2 separate regions of the Felis catus genome follow, and region 1 is linked to region 2. The links are chromatin contacts, called in public Hi-C maps. All regions are on one chromosome and are shown on one strand. Each heading gives the region's core, a stretch centred on a gene start, on an enhancer-like site or on the middle of the called end of the contact. The rest is flanking DNA. Distances are from core to core; before and after follow the strand shown.

Region 1 (2,700 bases), core at 95-2,594, 140 kb after region 2:
AGGGTTCAAAAACAGGCCTGCAGAATAATTGGGGCAGCTCAGGCCGCAAGCAGGGTGGGGCGAAGCTTGAAGGTGGGAAGCGTATGGTCGCACGGTGAACCAGCGCAGAAGCTGCAGATTTGGTAGTTGCTTAGTCCCCAGGCAGGAGGGAGAGGGCAAGGTCACGGGAGATGGATCACTAGGTGTGGGTTGCTGGGGAAGAACAGTGGTAGTGGATCCTCAGGGGAAATAGACTGGATAAGAAAACAAGCCTCTTGGGCCTGGGTTTCTTCAGCAGGGGACTGGACCACATGCTCTTGAAGGTCTCTTTTTGTATGATTGTAATCTGCATTTTGAGGGTTGGTTGTCTGGAATACTATAGAATATGTCTGTACAAAAAGAACATGCTTTATGTCTAGCAGGCACCCAAGTATTTGTGATCTTTGTGAGTTGCAGTCATTAGCTTTGAAGTATCTGCATCTGTAAATAGCTTCTTTTCGAGCTCTTCATTTTGCTTCTAGTTCTGTTCCTGTGTCACCTTGCCCTCCCTCCCATTTTATATGCCATGTGTGTGAACACTTTCGGGGTATGTCTCCTCTGTATTCTAAATAAGCACAGCAGGTATTCTAAGCCTCTTTTTTGGCTCTTGCTCACATTATAATCATCCTACCATGTATTGAGGTTTTTGTATACTACCCTGTCTTTTCCACTGAGTTACAGATTCCTGTTGGTTTAGGAAAACAAAAGCAAAAACCAGACCCACGCGCTGAATTATCCTGACAGGCTGTCTCCGTGGGCAGTGGAAAGCCACTGAACGTTCTAGTCCTCCTGAGAGTGTGCAGGTCAGACCTGTGCAGGGAAGGGAAGGAATTGAAGGTGGAGGTGGGCAGACCCGGTAGCTGTTGGGGTGACCCCAGGGAGAGGGGGTAGCCTGTCCCAAGGCAATAGCAGCCGGGAGCCCGAGTGAGTGCGCCCACCCTGCTCTGGGCCGCGGGACACCAGCCCAAGGTCAGCCTCTCTACTCCCAGATCTCTCATCTCCTGAGGGAGAGGGAGGAAGGGGCTGCGGAAGGAGACCTGTCCAGGGAGGCACCTTCTTCCCAGAAGCTCTCCCCATTGCTCCTGGCTGTTGCGTCAGCGGGAGACTGGCGGCCGCACACCCATGAGCTGGGTCCAGGCTTGACTGAGGCAGGGACATTCCTGGAGGGGGAGGGACTCGACAAGGAATGCAGTCCACAGCTGGCCTTGAGGAGAGGTTTGACCATTCTGGGGCCAGCGTCATGGGCCGGCTTTATAGGCCTCTGTGTTGTGTCCTGTGGGGCAGGGAAATGAGCTGTGAGAGGCCTGGGGCCAAATTTGGGCAAGCCTTCTGGGACAGGGCTGCGTTGTGGGGCCGGGCTTGGCAGGGTCACCCAGCGGGGGAAGGCTCCGTCGCCCACTGCCCTCCTGCAGGGAACCAGAGGGAAAAGCAGGCTTCCCCGTGTGAACGCGTGTGTGTCTGTGTACTGGCCTGCGTGGCATCCGGCGTTTCCGACCACGCCCTCTCCTTGCCTCTCCACTTCTGTGACACTGGCTCACAGACATAATAGACGAGACTTACTAAGCTCGCGCTGTGTGCCAAACATGGTGCCAGATGCTTTTGCAAAGTGCAGAGCACCTCGTACAATCCTCACAACAGTCTGGGAAGTGGGTCCTGTCATCCCTGTTAGGCCCGAGGAAGTTGAGGCTTGAAGAGATGATGTGACTGCCCCCAGGTCACACACGTGTGGAATCAGGATGCGAACCCCGGTTTTCCAGACTCCAAGGCTCCTGCTCTTTCACTCGCATCCCTGTCTGTCTCATGGTTCCTCTTGGTCTCCCCCAGGTGCCTCTGCTTCCACCTGCCCCCTTGACGTTAGTGGGTATGGGGTTCTCATCCCATCTCACCTGATACCCGAGATTTTTTTTTCCTTTCCAAGTTTTTATTTAAATTCCAGTTGGTTGTCCAAAGGATACAAAAATGCTGATTCGAAGGGGCACACACATCCCAGTGTTTATAGCAGCGCTATCAACAATAGCCAAAGTATGGGAAGGACCCAAATGTCCATCGACAGATGAATGGATAAAGATGTGGTATATGCATGCAATGGAACATTACTCAGAAAGAATGAAATCTTGCCATTTGCAACAATGTGGATGGAAGTAGAATGTATTATGCTAAGGGAAATAAGTCAGTCAGAAAGCTAAATATCATATGATTTCACTCATGTGGAATTTAAGAAACAAAACGGGGGAAGAGAAGGAGAAATAAGATAAAACCAGAGAGGGAGGCAAACCATAAGAGACTCTTAAATACAGAGAACAAACTGAGGGTTGCTGGAGGGGAGGTGGGAGGAGGGATGGGCTAGATGGGTGATGGGCATTAAGGAGGGCACTTGTCGGGATGAACACTGGGTGTTACATGTAAGTGGTATGTTAACTAACTTGGATTTACATAAAATTAAAAAAAAATAAGGAACAAATGATCATAACTGACCTCAGAAATACCTGTATTATTGTCTAAAAGCAAAATAGATAGATAGATAGATAGATAGATAGATAGATAAAATTGCAGTTAGCATACAGTGTAAATTTAGTTTCGGGAGTAGAATTTAGTGATTTATCACTTACATACAGCACCTGGTGCTCATCACAAGTGCCCTACTTAATCCCCATCACCTATTTAACCCATCCTGATACCAGA
Region 2 (2,700 bases), core at 126-2,625:
GGTGAGCAGCACACGTGGTCACTGCTTAGAAAGTCACCCCAGATAAAACTTTTGTTTTTCTTAAAATAAAACTTTTAAGAAAGCATGAGAAGGAACAGCCAGAGAGAGAGGAGGGAAAATCAGAGGGAGAAAAGAGTTTTTAAAAAGTAGTGCAGAGGCGTCTGGGTGGCGCAGTCAGTTAAGCGTCCGACTTCAGCCAGGTCACGATCTCGCAGTCTGTGAGTTCGAGCCCCGCGTCGGGCTCTGGGCTGATGGCTCAGAGCCTGGAGCCTGTTTCCGATTCTGTGTCTCCCTCTCTCTCTGCCCCTTCCCTGTTCACGCTCTGTCTCTCTCTGTCCCAAAAATAAATAAATTTTTTTTGAAAAAAAAATTAAAAAAAACAAAAAAAAAGTAGTGCAAAGGCATGCATGTGCCCTTTGACCCCCCATTTCCTCCCCTAGGAATTCATCTGCAGGTATTCTTGCACACTTACAAAATGATAGCACTGTCGTAGTTTTTATTTGTTTGCTTTTTGCAGCATTGTTTTTAATGGTGAAAGTTTGGAAGGCGGCGAAGCATTCACCAGTAGGGGCCAAGTTCACCCATCCAAGGGGGTGCTGTGCCCCGGAAGCTCTGAGGAGCTTCTGTATTGGCTCATGAGGAGGCTCTGTATTGGCTGCTGTGAGAAGATTTCTAAAATACATTGTTACGTGTGGAAAGTAAAGATGAGGATTTCTGTTTGGGGTTTAGAATGTTTTACACTTTTATCATTGTTCTGGATGGATGTAGCGGTTGTCATAGTCCTTATTATCATTACAAAAATACTGATTTTTGTCGTTTTTCTCCCTGATCTCTAGTATTGTTATTCTTATCTTATTCCAAGCAGTGGTTGTCATGGAAGAGTGGCAAGATCAAATTTTTGAGTTATTAAATCTGGTTCATTATGAGCCCATCACAGTTGCCTCCTGTGTTGTGTGACTGCCAATTGCCTTTATATGGTATTTTAACTTTTTAATGGAGCTTTGATCTGTAGTAGTCTCCTTCAGCCACAAGAGGGCAGAAGAACCTCTTGAATTGCTAGAGAACAGTTTTGTGCTGGGTATCTTCCTTCTGGCAGAATCGTGCATGGAATAGTTCTTTAACTCATTCCTTGGAGTGTGTGTATCTAGAAGGCAGTGCCTGTGCCTACCGTCAGTAGAGACGGGTAAGAGGAGAGAACAGGTTTTGGAACCACATATACTCGCCTTTTGCTCTCCCTTCCCCCTTGCAAATTACTTAGTTAACACCTCGTAGTAGCTTGAATATGCAAGACTACCACAGGAGTTGAGGCTCTGGAAGAAGCCCAACCTGACTTGGAGTTCTAACTCTGGGACTTTAAGTAGTTTATTTACGCTTTCTGAACCTGAGTTTTACTGCCTGCAGAACTTAGAAAGAATTTAATGAGATAGTGCATGTGAATAAAGCTCCCAGCGCTGTGTTGTGGTGAGTACTCAAAAAGCAACTGCTCTAGGGGTGCCTGCGTGGCTCCGTCGGTTAAGCATCCGACTCTTGTTTGGCTCAGGTCATGATCTTAGAGTTCGTGAGTTTGAGCCCCACACTGGGCGCTGGGTTGACAGTGTGGAGCCTGCTTGGGATTCTGTCTCCCTCTCTCTCTGTCCCTTCCCTGTTTGCGATCTCTCTCTCGAAACAACAACAACAAAACAAAAACAAAAACTAAATACCTGCATGGATGGATAATAGATCCTCAATAATTTCTATTGTGTACCTCTTTGCTACGTATTTAATAATTTTATTTGATTACAAGCCAGGTGGTAACATTTTCTTTAGGACAGTTTCAAAGCTCCTTTTCTCAAAGCGGATCTTAAAATGTTTATGGTTTCTTTTACTTATTTTCTTGGAAAGAGTCTGTCTTTTAATAGTATAATACATTCTGAATTTTTGTAGGGAGTCTGTTTTATTTTATTTTGGGGAAGTTTTTATTTAAATTCCAGTTAGTTCACCTGTAGTGTAATATTAGTTTCAGGTACACAGAATAGTGATTCAACACTTCCATCCATCACCCGGTGCTCATCACAACAAGTTCACTCCTTAATCCCCATCACCTGTTTCACCCATCCTGGAGAGTCTAAGTTTTAAGCTTAAAGCTTCTATCCCATTGTGACTTTGTGTATTTTCATTTTTGATTGGAAAGTATGGTATTTGTGTCATATTCGGAGGCAGGGTTGTTGTGTCAAGAATACAGTGCCTGTCTCTGCTTGGATCTGAAAAAGCAACTCTGACACAAAGGTTAGTCTTATTGGGGAGTGGTTTGGGGTCAACATTCTCGATAGGAAAAGAAAGGAAAGGGAGGAAAGGGAGGCTGGATTGTGCAGAGGGAGAAGTTGGACTGTGGTTCAGTCCCAAGAAAGGCTTCAGCCGATACCGTGGGGGCTGTAAAGTTGGGATGGCCCTTCTGAGTTGAAGGGAGGGGACTTCGTCTTTATAGTTTCTCCTTGACTGGCCATAGGCTGCCATTAGTCATTGGAAGGCCAAGAAGGCATGATCCTGGGTAAGCATCTGTTTTCAGCTAAGCATTTCCTGAAGATGCCTGACAGCTGGAGGCTTTCTGCCCACCATGATCCCAGCAGATGGGGACTAGTCGTCAGTTCCTTACGGGGCGGTGGGGAGGGGATCTGAGGGGTGCACCACAGCTCCCACCAGTGCCCAAGTCACCCGAAAGGG

The links. A called contact is a pair of places that touch in the nucleus more often than the background predicts.
Region 1: a Hi-C map of skin fibroblasts shows a contact between it and region 2, with 1.9 times the contacts expected there. The contact joins two enhancer-like sites. A contact is called at or near these places in 2 of 3 Hi-C or Micro-C datasets (fibroblasts and skin fibroblasts).

Annotation. Positions count from the first base shown.
Region 1 is chrC1:34,459,702-34,462,401 of F.catus_Fca126_mat1.0, forward strand. All of the region lies in intron 11 of ST3GAL3 (CMP-N-acetylneuraminate-beta-1,4-galactoside alpha-2,3-sialyltransferase), which reads left to right. The region is part of intron 2 of LOC123379586 (a long non-coding RNA gene); the gene reads right to left. Among named protein-coding and RNA genes, the nearest start is that of ARTN, 16 kb to the right of the region's middle. Within about 2 kb of position 1,345, at least 2 of the 10 cell types and tissues checked have an H3K27ac peak or open chromatin away from gene starts, as enhancers often do.
Region 2 is chrC1:34,322,091-34,324,790 of F.catus_Fca126_mat1.0, forward strand. The region is part of intron 2 of ST3GAL3 (CMP-N-acetylneuraminate-beta-1,4-galactoside alpha-2,3-sialyltransferase); the gene reads left to right. Among named protein-coding and RNA genes, the nearest start is that of ST3GAL3, 49 kb to the left of the region's middle. Within about 2 kb of position 1,376, at least 1 of the 10 cell types and tissues checked has an H3K27ac peak or open chromatin away from gene starts, as enhancers often do.